3 separate regions of the Sus scrofa genome follow, and all the other regions are linked to region 3. The links are chromatin contacts, called in public Hi-C maps. All regions are on one chromosome and are shown on one strand. Each heading gives the region's core, a stretch centred on a gene start, on an enhancer-like site or on the middle of the called end of the contact. The rest is flanking DNA. Distances are from core to core; before and after follow the strand shown. Region 1 has its middle 29 kb from the start of EXTL2. Region 2 has its middle 41 kb from the start of GPR88. Region 3 holds the start of VCAM1 (vascular cell adhesion molecule 1).

Region 1 (4,386 bases), core at 304-2,803, 84 kb after region 3:
ATAAATGTATGTATATCTAAGACACTAATAGTAGGACTGGCAAAAAGGGGCAAGCTTGAGCGATCTTATAAATACCCTGGAAATTTGGCAGTTATTATTATTATTTTTTTAATGTGAAACGAAATTTTGTTTCTTTACTGAAGATATATCTACAAAGCAATTCTTCTCAGTCCACACTGGCTGCGTGTGACACGCAGAGCCTGTGACGGGCTGGCGAGAGGCGCATCCCAGAGGACCTGCTTTCCCTAAGAAATGGTTAGTATAAAAAAAAATACCACACTGTGTAACAGAATTAATGTGACATGATTACATTTTGCTCTGCTGGGGCCGTAAGATGACAGCCAGGTACAGTCCGTTTGCCGTGCATTTCCCCAATAGAGCCTTGGTATTTAATGGTTACTCTGCCGCTGCCGCAGCCTAATGTTAACTTTTGTACACATATAATGCTCGTGATCTATGAAATATCTCTAATTGCATATCAGAGGATGTATGTCTAGATTTTCAGTCTGTTTGCATAATTGAGTCCATTCTTCACCATTTACATTGAAAATTCAAACACAGCTGGTATTGCCTGACAATCCCCACTCCCACATCTTTGACTGGATATTCCTTAGAGGGTAACAGCTTAATCTCCTCTAAACCTGGTAGTTGCCTCGCCTGAAACGAATGGTCAAATTTTTTTTTTCTCCCCTCTTGGAACCACACTGACATAGCTTTATACTGACTCCTCTTCTACCACTTCTTTCAGGGACAGAAACAAAACCAAAAGAAATCCCTCTCCAGCTGAAGGTTTTGAATGATTTGGTGAGTGGAGTGCCAACACAAAGAAATATCTGGTTTCTCCCATTCTAAGAACTCCCCCCCCCCCCCACTTTTTAGAGCCACATTGCGGCATATGGAGGTTCCCAGGCTAGGGCTCCAATTGGAGTTACAGCTGCCAGCCTACACCAGAGCCACAGCAGCATCAGATCAGAGCCATGTCTGAGAACTAGACGACAGATCACAGCAACGCCAGATCCTTAACCCACTGAGGCCGGGGATCGAACCCGCAACCTCATGGTTCCTAGTCGGATTCATTTCCGTTATGCCATGACGGGAACTCCCCTAAGAACTTTTGATTATAGTCAAAAACCTTTTCAAATAAGAGACCTCTAGTGGAGAGAGAGCTCACTGATTTGACTTTAAAATATATGTGACCTTATATTTTCACCTGCAGACTTCTTTAAGGAATGATTTTTGAACCGAAGAGAAAAAGTTTCAGGACTAATAATAGAAAAAGAATCTCTCCTTTTAAAAAAAACTCTTCCTTAAAGATGACATATAACCTCGGTGTTTTAAATCCTCTCTTTATAACGTCAACGATGCTCTACTCTTTCCTGGCTGGCTCTTTAGTGTTCCATAGTAAGACCATGAGCATGCCTGTTAGCGGCTAGTCTTAACGTTTTATTTTCTAAAAGTCTATCATGGGTTGAGGGGTGGTGGGAGATACCCTTCCCGGCACAGTCCCTTTGGTTTGAGAAGAGTAGGAAAGCACTGCTGCTGGGAAGAACAAGGCAGAGTTTTATGAACAATTCCATTCCTGGGATGGCCTCCAGCCTGATGACTCCCAGAGCTTTGGCAGTTATTTTTGTGTTTGGGGGCAAAAGGGAAGACGAAGAAATCAAAAAGAGCTTCCAGAATTTTGATGTGGGAAACTTTGGATTGTGGTGTCATTCAGATGGGGAATACAAGAGAAGCAGCAGAGGGGGAAGAGGTTAGATTTAATTTGGGATATATTGAATTTGAGGGATTCCTGGTATGTTTATGAAGAGTTGTGGTGTAGATGGTTAAATATAGGGACCTAGCTGGGCTAGAGATAATAGATGAGATTGATGAGATTAACCAGAGAAAGTACACAGGGTGAGGAGAGAAGTATCGGGGAAGTAGAACTCCAGGGACCCATCCGCAGGCAGAAGAGGAAATAGGAAGGGAGGCTCAAAAGAAGCCAAAGAGAAAGAGGCCAAGGGAGGAAAGAAGTTTTTTTTTTCTTTTTTTTTTTTCTTTTTGCCATTTCTTGGGCTGCTCCCGCAGCCCATGGAGGTTCCCAGGCTAGGGGTCAAATCAGAGCTGTAGCCATTGGCCACAGCCACAGCCACAGCAATGCGGGATCCGAGCCGCGTCTGCGACCTACACCACAGCTCACGGCAACGCCTGATCCTTAACCCACTGAGCAAGGGCAGGGATCGAACCCACAACCTCATGGTTCCTAGTCGGATTTGTTAACCCCTGAGCCACGACGGGAACTCCGGAAAGACGTTTTAAAAGAGAGGAGTCATAGCACAAAAGCCAAAGAGGAATCAAATAAGGTAAGGACAGAGGTCCCCTCATTGGACAATGTCCTGCCTGGTCACCAGGCTCGACCGGGGGAAGGATGGTTTCCTGGAGTGACAGGGGTACAGACCTACCACCATAAGTGGTAAGGAATGAATGAGAGGCGAGGAAGTGAACACTCTGAGCTTTCGGAAGGAAGAGAGAGAAAAGACCACCTGTCAAGAACCTTCCTTTGCTCCCTCTTCCTTCCCAATTCCTTAATTTCCACCAGCCTCACTTCCCCGTCATCTGGCAGGTCTTAACCTTGGGTTCATAGACCCTTCAAGTGGTTCATGAATAGAATTTAAGGGGCCTATGTATTTAGAAAGGAGAAAAAAGTACAGCTTTAATTTTACTGGCCCGAAATTTAGCATTTTCAACACCTATGAATGTAGGCAAAACCCACAAAAGATTAGCAGTACCTGTGACTGTCAAAAATATATTTTCATATCATATTACAGTTGTCACAGTTCTCAAAATATCATTTATACTCATCGCTTTTATGAAATTATAGTAGTTATCAAACCTACTGCTAAATCTTAATAATAAATTGTTTGAACATATTGTTCAATAAATTGTTTGAACATATTAGTTTAAGGTATTTAGTTTTATTTGTAATCTTATGCATTTTATTTTACGTTTTTTAAAAAAGCTTTTCTGGGAGGTCCTGTCATGGCTCAGCAATAACAAACATGACTAGTATCCATGGGATGCGGGTTACATCCCTGGCCTTGCTCAGTGGGTTAAGGATCCTGTGTTGCTGTGGCTGTGGCTGTTCAGATCTGATTCGACCCCTAGCCTGGTCACTTCTATATACCATGGGTGCAGCCCTAAAAAGACAAAAAAAAAAAAAAGCTTCTCTAAGACAAGATCCATAGGCTTCCCCAGATGTCAAAGAATCTTTGGGACAGAAAGGTTAAGACTTCCTGCTAGTCCATTACAAAAGGCTGTACCTACTCCATTATCCCTGATTTTTATTTCTATATGCTGCTGCCCTTATTTCAATAAGACACAATTGTCCCAAATATTCCTCCAGCAAAAATACCATGTTTCTCTATGTGTTTTTCAGTTGATCCCACTAATCAATTGATCCTTTCATTTTTCACCTGGTCATTGAAACAGCACCTGCTTGGAAATGGCAAAACCGATTCAAGCATTCATTCACGTATTTGCTTACCATCAATAAGCATTATTGAGCACAAGATGCTCTGTTACTACCTGGGGATGTAGTTTAATTCCAAATTAAACATCTGGAATTTAGTTTGGGGAGGGATCAAAAGAGAAGAGAGACTTATACATAAGCAGTTGCAAGACAATGAGAAAGTTGCTTTATGTGGGACATATACCATTTTAGGGTATATGAGATCCCAGAGGAAGGCTTCTTGCAAGAGGTGACATTGAGAATAAAGAGAATGCCATTAAAGGACTGAGTTTCCCAAAACCAAACAAGTAATGTTTGGGAGGTTGCTACTCTCTTTCTTAAAAATCTTTGACAGGTTAAACATCTGGAATAAGAGATTTCTTTTACCTTGATATATAGGTTTAATTACCATATTTGATTATGGCCGAGAAAAAAATGAGGAAAAAGATTGATTATTTTAAACATCTTCCTGCCCTTAAGCATTTACGTAGAGAAACAATGTTCATAATCACTACGGATGAAAATATTACGCAAATATTAATTAAGAAAGCCTTTGGATACCAAGAGTTTTCAGGTTTTCATAGAAGAATGCCTGCCACCTGCTGGCCAAATTATAGAATTTCCCTCTCCAAAGGAGTGGTGAGTAATAAAGCCGATATTAACGCTACTTCTCTTCCTAGGAATTATATACTAGATTTCCTTTAAGCAACAGAAAGTGGGAGAGATTTTGGAGTGGTAAATCTTTTTGGTTTTTGTGTCTTTTGGCTTGAGAAGCTCAAAAAGGCTTAAAAAATTTAAATATTTAATGCAATTTCTTTAACAGTAAGTCAACTGGAATTCCCACTGTGGCACAGTGGGTTAAGAATCTGACTGAAGTGGCTTGGATCACTGTAGAG
Region 2 (4,768 bases), core at 1,085-3,584, 71 kb before region 3:
GTTGAAGACATACATTTGCTGTGGAGGCAGTATGGTGGAGAATGCTGAGCAGGCTTATCTAATGTAGCCCTCTTTTCCAGGGGGTTGTAGTTTAGATTAAAACTTTACCCGGAGTCCCGTTGTGGCGCAGTGGAAACAAATCTGACTAGTATCCATGAAGATGCGGGTTTGATTCCCGGCCTCGCTCAGTGGGTCAAGGATCCAGCGTTGCCAGGGGCTGTGGTGTAGGTAACAGACGCGGTTTGGATCCCTCATTGCTGTGGTTGGGGTGTAGGCCAGCAGTTGTAGCTCCAATTTGATCCCCAGCCTGGGAACTTCCACATGCTGCGGATGAGGCCCTGAAAAGAAAAAACAAAACCAAACCAAACCAGAAACTTCACCCCCCTGCCTCTAATGTTTCTCTTGTGTACTTAACCATTGTTGAAATTGTGTTACCTAAGTTAAGATCCAGCAAAACATTTAGCCACCATCCTGCCTAATGCTTCAATTTCACAGTCACCCCTTGCAGGAAGTCCTGGGCTGTTATGGGCCATGAACAAGTGTGTTTGGGGTCAGTAGAGAGACAGGCTGGGACCTGGGACCTGGGACCTGGGTTATTTTGCTGCGGTGGCCACAATGCTTGCACCTGGACAAATACCTCTCAAACAACAAAATACAAAGAAACTATCAGGGACTAAAAATCACTGCTTACATGAGCAGTTGGAGCAAATTATGGGAAAGAAGTACAAAAAACAAAGAAAAAAATTCAACTGCCACTTCTGAAGAGCCTAGAGAAAAAGCAGGGTTTTGGAAGCAAAAGCAGGGTACTAAGTATGCCCTCTGCACCATAAAAGGAACAAGCTTGTCCCCTTCCCAGTGACCGAAGTCCAAACAAGCAAGGAGAACTGTTGTTTGTTTTGCCCCCCCCCCCCCCCCCCCCCGCCCCCGCAGCAGGGGCCCTGAATAAAGCCTTGCCTGAATTTTCCTGTCTGACCTCTTCATCCATTTCTATTGATTACAGAGGTCAAAAACCCTGGCCAGGAGTTCCCCTTGTGAATCAGAGGGTTATGAGCCCGACTAGTACCCATGAGGATGGGGGCGCGACCCCTGACCTTCCTCCGTGGGTTAAGGATCCAGCCTTGCTGTGAGCTGTGGTGTAGGTCACAGAGGTGGCTCGGATCTGGCGTTGCTGTGGCTCTGGCGTAGGCCAGCAGCGGTAGCTCCGATGCCACCCCTAGCCTGGGAATTTCCTTATGCCATGGGTGCGGCCCTAAAAAAAAAAAAAAAAAAAAAAAAAAAATTATTTTCTACTCATTCTCTATGTTATCCTATTAGGGGAGCAAATTTCTTTACCTCCACAGTCATGGGAGTCACAGAGATCTGAACCAGTCTGTAAACCCCGTGGCTTTACGACAATACCAAATTTTCGCAGTAATTCCTAATTGTGGTAGTAAATACTTGCAGAGCACTTACTGTGGGCCAGGGTCTGTGTTAATCAAATTAATCATAATAACAACTTTACGGAGTACACTGTCAATTCGGTAAACGTCAAAGCAATTTTCTGACATCATGTAACGATTACTGGAAACCTTCGAATCTTAAAGTATTCCTTTCAGATCTTCCTTGGAAATGTTTTAAGGATCTCCGTTTCCCTCTTGTGTCCCAATTTCTCCAAGCAGAAGGAGCGTCATGTTTCTTGTTTTTCAGAGCAGACCTAGTCTTACAATCAGGCGAGACTTTCTTGCTTGTCTCAGCAGCTTTATTGAAAAGCACATCACATTCTACTGGCTGGGAGAAGGAGCTTTGTTCTGTTCTTTTAAAAAATGCACAATCGTGCACTTTATTAAAGCCAAAGTTAAGGAATTCTTTCTTTCTGGGCAGGCGCAAGGCAGGCCATGCCCTGGCAACCACTTTCTGTTACCCCAGGTGTCCTATTGGAGGCCTAGTGTGACCGTAATTGCCCCTTACATGTGCCTGGGGGTCAACGGTGTTGTTTCTTTTTTTTTCCTTTTTAGGGGCCGCACACGCAGCATATGGAAATTCCCAGGCTAGGGGTCAAATCGGAGCTGCAGCCACCAGCCTAGGCCAGAGCCAGAGCCACAGCCACGTGGGATCCGAGCCGTGTCTGTGACCCGCACCCCAGCTCACAGCCACACCGGATCCTCAACCCACTGAGCGAGGTCAGAGATCGAAGCCCTGTCCTCATGGATACCAGTCGGGTTTGTTAACTGCAGAGCCACGACGGGACCTCCCCAGGGATGTGTGTTAATGTCAGCCAGACTCCTCCTCTTCTCCAGAAAGAGGGCAATGCCAGCACCTCCGCTATTAGGACTGCAACCGTTTCCTCATTGAGCACGACCTTGGTTTCCCGTTTTGATAACCCAGGACAGCGTGTTCTCTTTCAGTTCGGCAGAAGTGTTGCTAGGTGGTGGTTGTTAGTCTATTAGATGCTTGTGTCCTTTGGAGGCTTGTTTTTGTATTTATTTCCACCACGAAGATCACGGGTTTTGAAACTGGCCGAAAACATTCACCCTCTGCACCAAGCCCCAGGTCACACTCCGTCTGGTGTCGTGAGAGAGCCTGGAAGCCACATCGTTGTCTCAGTGGTCATTGGCTCTGGGACGGTGCGAGCATCACTCAATCGCTTGGGGCCTTAGTTTCCTCAACGTGAAATCAGGAAATTTAGATACACTGTCCTAATAACAAGAGCTCACGTTGATCGAATGTTTTGCCATAAGCTTTAGAAGATGCTCCTGGTTGACAACAGCTCTGCCAGGCAGGGGCTCTTATTAACCCATTTTACAGATTTGACTGAGCTGGGGAGGCATTAGCTTCTTGGCTCGTTTACTGACCTGCTGTCCATAAACGGTGGAAATAGTGCTTGAGGCCAGGGCATCTGCCTCTTTATTCTCAGAGTGTGACCCACAGACCAGCAGTGTCAGCCACACCTGTGCACTTGTGACCAAGGCACACCCTTAGGCACACTCTGGCTCTTGGGGTGATTTCTAGGCACATACCTGTTGACTCACTTCCCTAGAACCCGTCTTCTCAATCCCCACATTGTGATTTTCTGCATCCAGTGACTTTTTCAGTGTCTGGGACATGGTCCAGTTAACTCTGGTTGGTTATGTGGTGGTTTCCCTGTCCCCCTGCTTTGTGCACCCCCATCCCTCGGGCAGCTGGGTGCCTGATGCGGGTGTCCCACGCCCAGAGAAGAAGCAGTCGACGGCCTGCAAAGAGTGTATTTTTCTCTTGTGACTGCCAGGATCCCATGGCTCTTGCACCACCAAGGTCAATGCATATTGAAGTTTTGCTGTTGCCAGAAATCGCTCTATTCCACAATGGAAAAAAAAAAAATACCCAACCCACTGGAAATTCTTCCCAGTATGAGAACATATGCCTGTTACATGCATAAACTTCCCCTCATTCCTATTAGAGGGCCTCTGATAAACATTATCAGTTCTAGGAGACTTCAAGGCGTTTGGTTATGTGAATTAAGCAGAGAACCCTGCATGCTTTCCTTTCTGGTGGACAAAAATCGAGTTATGTTTATAACTACCAAAGATAACAGATACTGTAAATACAACAATTTCATGTATAGCCAGATTGCTATTTAAACCTTAAAGGGCCTTTAAAAATTCTTTTGGGGGCAAAAATGGAATTTTAGTTTTTTCTAATCGATCCTAGTCACCATTAGACACCATGTCACCCCGATGTTGCTGTTGTTGTTTCTCCTTAAGAGTCTGAATTCTTTCCACTTAGCCACAAATAGTGGAAGGGATGATATTAAGTGTTGCCCTTATAGAGTGTTCAGACTCTAAAGAGAAAGGGAATTCCAGCGGGAAAGAGAAAAGGTATGTTTATGGATGTCTTTGAAAAAGTTTTTAAAAAGTCCTATTAGAAAAATTCAGAAACCATACTCAGATACAAGAGGAAAACAAGGATCATTCACGCTCTTACAATTCAGCACTGATAGCATTTTAGTGTATCTATTTTTCTAGACTTCTTTGGCCTGCATAGACATTTGCACGCTAGCTCGATATTTTACCCCAGATTAGGTCTTATTTCGTACACGGTTTTATAAATGCAGTCGTGGTTTCCCTTTGTGTCAACACACGGAGATGGGCATGTGATTTTTCTTGCCGGAAAGAATTCTTAGCTCCAGTAGTTCCGGGGTGTTGGCTCCTGTGTCATGTTTGCTTGAGACAGATCCAGTGTCACCTGTTCAGAACGTAAGGCAGTAACTGTGATGTGCCTCTTACAGCTGGTCCCTTCCAAAATCAAATAAAATGACTAATGTGAAGGTTCCAAATCACTCATTCCACTGTCAAAGGCTTGCTTGCTGTCTGTATTTTAAATGTACATGTACCAGGCAGTGCTGCTTTAGAAAGTTCAACTTTAAGACACATTTTTCTGTGATTAATAGCTCCCTGTCCTTACCCATACAAAAATTCCAAAGTAGAGTTTGACTTCATTTCTTTTGTTCTTTTTTTTCAGGGAATTTCTGCCCTAGGGAAAACACTTTTAGGGAGATTCCAAGGATCAAATTCAGGCCATTTGAACCATGTCTTAACTGTTTAGTTTTTGGAAATACTTAGGGATAGAAATTTTACTGTAAATCTAAAAGGATCTAGATTTAGCTTGGGAGGGCTAAATCTACATACATGCATAAGCTTGGGAAAAAAATAGTTGAATTCAGTGAAACACCTCGTGATGAACTAGTTACTACCTAGATGCGTTTTGCTGCAATTTTTTCAAGCTGATTTTTTATGGGAGGCGAAAACAGATT
Region 3 (4,859 bases), core at 952-3,451:
TTTCGAAGGTGACAGTGAGGGGATTGGTGGAGTTAGGCTAGAAAGGATGGATAACACAATAACTAAGGCTTCACATTGGAGGGCACCTGAGCAGACATCCAGTTGGATCTCTCAACTTGACCTCTACAACATTTTTAGGAAGTTTCCTCCAACTTTGCTCAAGAACATCCAGTGACTAGGTGCTGGTAAATTCATAAGGGGACCCATTCCATCACTGAAATGATTTTAATAACTGGAATGCCCTTCTTCACAATGAACTTAATAGAGTTGTATCTTAATAGCATTACATGCCATTTCTACAGCACATTGCTATATTTAAAGAGATTTCACACAATCGCTTTTGATTTGAGAGTCATAAAAATCATGTGAATCACTTGAAATGATACTGTTACCCCTATGTGAGCGTGTATAAGCAAGCCCAGAGAGGCTATCTATACCTGGGAAAGGTTGCGTGATTCCTAGGCAGAGTAGCTGGATTTGAATTCAGGACGATTGGGATATGAGTCACACTATTTTTCAGATTGGTATTTGTTCATTCAGTGTTGACTTTTTGAACCCTTACTATCTACTGGTCTCTACATTAAGTGCTGAGGCTATAGTGGTGAACAGGACACACATGCTCCTGGCCTTCATAGAGCTAATAATCTAGTAACTACCTATCAATAAGCCCTACTTTTAACCATTGGTATAATACAGAGCAGCAAGTATATCCTTCCTAGGCACGTCCATCATTCAATGATCACAGGGCTTCATGGATGCTCCTTATCCAAATTCAACATCCCATTCTTTCCGCAGCTCCTACCAGATCAGGGGGTTTGGAGTCATCTACCATCCTCATCATTATCTTCTGGACACCCTCTGCTTTGTCAGTCTCTCTCACAAGGACTATAACCTTGAATCAGACACTTCTGTTCCCAACATCCCAATATGGTCTTGGAGACCATGGCCTCAGATGATGAGAAGGTAGAAAGCTGTGAGTGCACTTGGAGCTTATCAATACCTCTTTAAAATTCTTTTTGGCTGTGCCCATGGCATGCAGAAGTTCCTGGGCCAAGGATTGAACCTGTGCCTCCGCGAAGTGTAAAACCATGCATTACATATTGAGAAGGCAGAGGCGGATACAATGAGGAACAGGAACTTGTCTGGGACCATGACAGGAATGGATGATCCAATGGGGGAGGAAGAACTGCACATGTAGACTATAAGGAAGTGGCTATTCCGGTTTCTATTTGATGGCCAAGCATTTTGCAAAGACTTGAGCATGTGTGCACAAGGCGAAAACAGCCATTTAAAAATACCTTTTAAAAGTCATTTCCTAGGAGGGGAAAAAGAGCATGCAGTTGTTGTCAGCATCCCCCCATACCAAACCCAAAGTATTGTTCGTATTTTAACTGTGTTTGTGAGTAAGTCTCACAGAGTCCAAGAGATTTACCACCTGAGATGAATTCCATATATTTGAATCTAAGTCTGCAAAAGACTTCCAATTACCTAGCTAGCCACTGAATCAAAGAATCGGTAACTTTTCTAAAACAAAAGAGAAAAATGACCTCTCTTGTTTTGGTAGCATTTCTTTACTTCCTTCCTCTGCTCAAGATCATCATTTCAGAAAGTTGGTATTTGTTGTCAAAAGAACGATTTTTGTGAATTAAAAGTAAAAAGCCATGCTGTCTCCCTTAGAAAAAAAAAAAACAAAAAACAAAAAAACAACTCATCAAAAGAAGGGATCTCTTCCCTTTTCTTGCAAGAGAACATTTAATCTCTGTTGTAGGATTGCAAATATATCTTCATAATGGAGAACAATCATTCAAATGATATGGTACTGTTCAGCCTCTTCCAACACTCGAGTGTAAGTTTCTATTTCTTTCTCTCTCTTTCCCCTCATTGGATTCAGAAAGCCTCATTCTGCAGCAAGCATTACTTCATATCTTTCTTGCAAAGATATGCTTTGGGAAGGAAAATCAGGAAAAGATTGAATTTTATAGACTTGGGAGTGTTTTTTCTTTTTCTGGGACAGAGACAGGAGTTTCAGTACTGAGAGCAAAGGAAGGGGTTAATACTGGCCTTGGCTGGCTGTCAGTTAAACTTTTTTTCTGGCTCTGTCCGGGTTTCCCCTTGAAGGGATTTCCCTCCGCCTCTGCGCTTCTGCAACAAGACCCTTTATAAAGAGCAGACTTTCTATTTCATTCCTCACTGAACCTCACTGGCTTTTGGAGCTCAAGACTCTTCCTGAGCACTTTCAGGGAGGACACAAAGAAGGGTTTTGGAACCATTGTTTCCTCGTCACACAGCAACTTAAAATGCCGAGGAATATCGTCGTGATCTTTGGAGCCTCAAATATACTTTGGATGGTGTTTGCCGTTTGTAAGTTCTCCTTGATCTGTTCCAAATGCTAGCATTGCATTTTAGCCCTGATTTTGGCTTCGGTCAGTTTTGCTATGGTGGTGAAGAAAGGCACTAGGGTTTTTAAAGAGCAAGAGGACTTAATTTAACCTAACTTTCACTGTGCCACTGAGTATTGCTATCTACTGGTTCACTGTCATAGTTGAAGCTGCAAAGTTGATGCTTTTTGTAACCTTTTTTTTTCCATGTCAAATGAGTGAGTAATTGGAGTCCATCTCTAGGAAGGTCTATCTCTTTAGTTTCCTGTACTCGATAATGACATTGGACTTGGCTAGTGACAAAACAACTCTGAGCAATGGGTATCGAGGTCAGAAGTGAGAGTTCTCTTAAGTGAAGGTGATTTCAACACCTTCTTTTGGCAGCAGCTCCAATGCTGCCTTGTGTTGGTCCAAAGCAGTTTTAGGAAGGCGATCAGCCAGGTTGTATTTTGAGTGTTCTACTGGAACAGAGAAGAAGCAATAGGACCGTAAACAAACCCGTGGTACGTTTGGGTTTCTCTTTTTGCCTCTGCAGCTCAAAATGTTAAAGTCGAGATCTTCCCTGAAGACAAAATGATTGCGCAGATTGGTGACTCCGCTTCCCTGACTTGCAGCGCACCGGACTGCGAGTCCTCCCTGTCTTTCTCTTGGAGAACTCAGATAGACAGTCCTCTGAATGGAAAAGTGAAAACTAACGGGACCAGATCCACGCTGGTCATGAATCCCGTTAGTTTTGAGAATGAACACTCCTATCTGTGCACAGTCTCCTGCGGGAATTGAAAGGGGAAAGAGGAATCCAAGTGGAGATCTACTGTGAGTACTTTAGAGATTATTTGATTTTCTCCCCATTTTGCTTTAAAATACGTTTTTTTTTTTTTTTTTAAAGTAAGGTTTTAAAAGAATAACAATTAAGTATGGTATTCATGTCCAGATTCTTGGTTAGAGGACAAAGTGCACCGAGAAAGCGAGTGAATCTTGCACTAGACCAGAAACCCAAATCTTGGCTTCTGTTTCCAACTCTGCCATAAACATGGTGGCCAACTGTAAGACTCAACCTCCCTGGGCTTCAGTTTTCTTAGCCATAAAATGACGTTCTTCAAGGTTCTTTTTATTTTATCAAAATTTTTTCTAGAGCTCCCCTGGTGGTGCAGTGGAAACAAATCTGACTAATATCCATGAGGACGCAGGTTCGATCCCTGGCCTTGCTCAGTGGGTTAAGGATCCGGTGTTGCTGTGAGCTGTGCTGTAGGCCGGTGTCTATAGCTCTGATTCAGCCCTAGCCTGGGAACTTCCATATGCCATGAATGCAGCCCTAAAAATAAAAAAAAAAAAATTCTATTTGATTATTTCTATATTTTGTTAAATGGCGTCACCCAAGGCATATGGAAGTTCCTGGGCCAGTGATTGAATCCAAATCTTTTAGCCCTCGCCACAGAGGATCAAACCTGCACCTCTACAGTAAGCCAAACCGCCACATATGGATTCTTAACCCACTGTGCCACAGTAGAAACTGTGGATTATATCTTTACATATTACTTGTCCGTGTGTCTAAATGAGTCATGAATCCCATCCTTCAGGGATTTTCCATTTATCTATTCTTATGCAATTTGGTGCTTAAAATGAGTCTAAAGATTAAGCAAGAGGTCTAAATTAATGAGCTTCTGTACAAGCATTTTCCCATTAGACAGAAGGAAAATATCTGCAAATAGTTCCCTCATTTGACTTTGGCAGAGATGAATTTAGGAAGTTTTGTTTTTTGTGTTTTTTTGTGCCATTAAATCTTAAGGCTCAACCACTCAACCTCAAGGATCTTTGTATAATGAACTAGATTTGCTTTGTGAATGTGAATGAATAAATACCCCTAGTTTACCAGCCTACCAACATGTATCCCAAACCATTCTCATTCCAGCAAAGAAAGGCAGCAGGAGGAGTGAAAAAAAACAACCTGAAATAAATCACTGCTCTTTCAAAAAAAACCTGGAATCCTTTATAGCCATCTCTTCATGAAAACCTCAATTGATTGTCTTTTATAACTTTGTTGCTTTGCTTCTGCTGTAGGAGCCCAACTTTGTTCACTAACTTTCACTGATTCTTCAACAAGCTCATATGCTGCTAATGCTTCCCAAGAAATTGTGCCTGGCCGACTGCTTTCAATTATGCTGGTTGAACATGCATAGTTTATGTCTGTGTAGCCTCCTGAGCTCCTTGAAAGGCCCCCTTATGTAAATACAAGGGAAAGTAGAGAGTTCTTATAATACCTGACGGCAAACTATGTGGGTCATAGGTGCATTTCTTACAGAATATAAGGGAGAGAATTATTGGTGGAAAAATGAAAAACTCTCTCTGTCTTCACATGGCAAAACATTTCCAGTTCCTTTGCCTCTCCTCACAAGTACCAAATAGTTGAAGATTTAAAAAAGATAAATGAAGACCCTTCTGGCTTTAAATATCTTGCCAAAAATTTTTTTTTCGAGAATATCT

The links. A called contact is a pair of places that touch in the nucleus more often than the background predicts.
Region 1: a contact with region 3 is called in a Hi-C map of retroperitoneal adipose tissue, with 2.1 times the contacts expected there. The contact joins the enhancer-like site here to the promoter of VCAM1 in region 3. A contact is called at or near these places in 9 of 47 Hi-C or Micro-C datasets (alveolar macrophages, fetal heart ventricle, fibroblasts and 6 more) and 1 of 2 datasets of contacts at active chromatin or transcription factors (skeletal muscle).
Region 2: a contact with region 3 is called in a Hi-C map of liver, with 10 times the contacts expected there. The contact joins the enhancer-like site here to the promoter of VCAM1 in region 3. A contact is called at or near these places in 1 of 5 promoter capture datasets (liver), 9 of 47 Hi-C or Micro-C datasets (brain, fetal heart ventricle, liver and 3 more) and 1 of 2 datasets of contacts at active chromatin or transcription factors (skeletal muscle).

What each region holds. Positions count from the first base shown.
Region 1 is chr4:117,424,273-117,428,658 of Sscrofa11.1, reverse strand. No RefSeq gene overlaps it. Among named protein-coding and RNA genes, the nearest start is that of EXTL2, 29 kb to the right of the region's middle. Within about 2 kb of position 1,553, at least 2 of the 83 cell types and tissues checked have an H3K27ac peak or open chromatin away from gene starts, as enhancers often do. A contact at or near this core is called in retroperitoneal adipose tissue, where this site is marked.
Region 2 is chr4:117,580,242-117,585,009 of Sscrofa11.1, reverse strand. No RefSeq gene overlaps it. Among named protein-coding and RNA genes, the nearest start is that of GPR88, 41 kb to the left of the region's middle. Within about 2 kb of position 2,334, at least 4 of the 83 cell types and tissues checked have an H3K27ac peak or open chromatin away from gene starts, as enhancers often do. A contact at or near this core is called in liver, where this site is marked.
Region 3 is chr4:117,508,553-117,513,411 of Sscrofa11.1, reverse strand. It overlaps VCAM1 (vascular cell adhesion molecule 1), which reads left to right and starts at 2,201. Exons shown (of 8, transcript NM_213891.1): 1 at 2,201-2,361; 2 at 2,914-3,154; 3 at 3,157-3,191. The coding sequence starts at 2,298.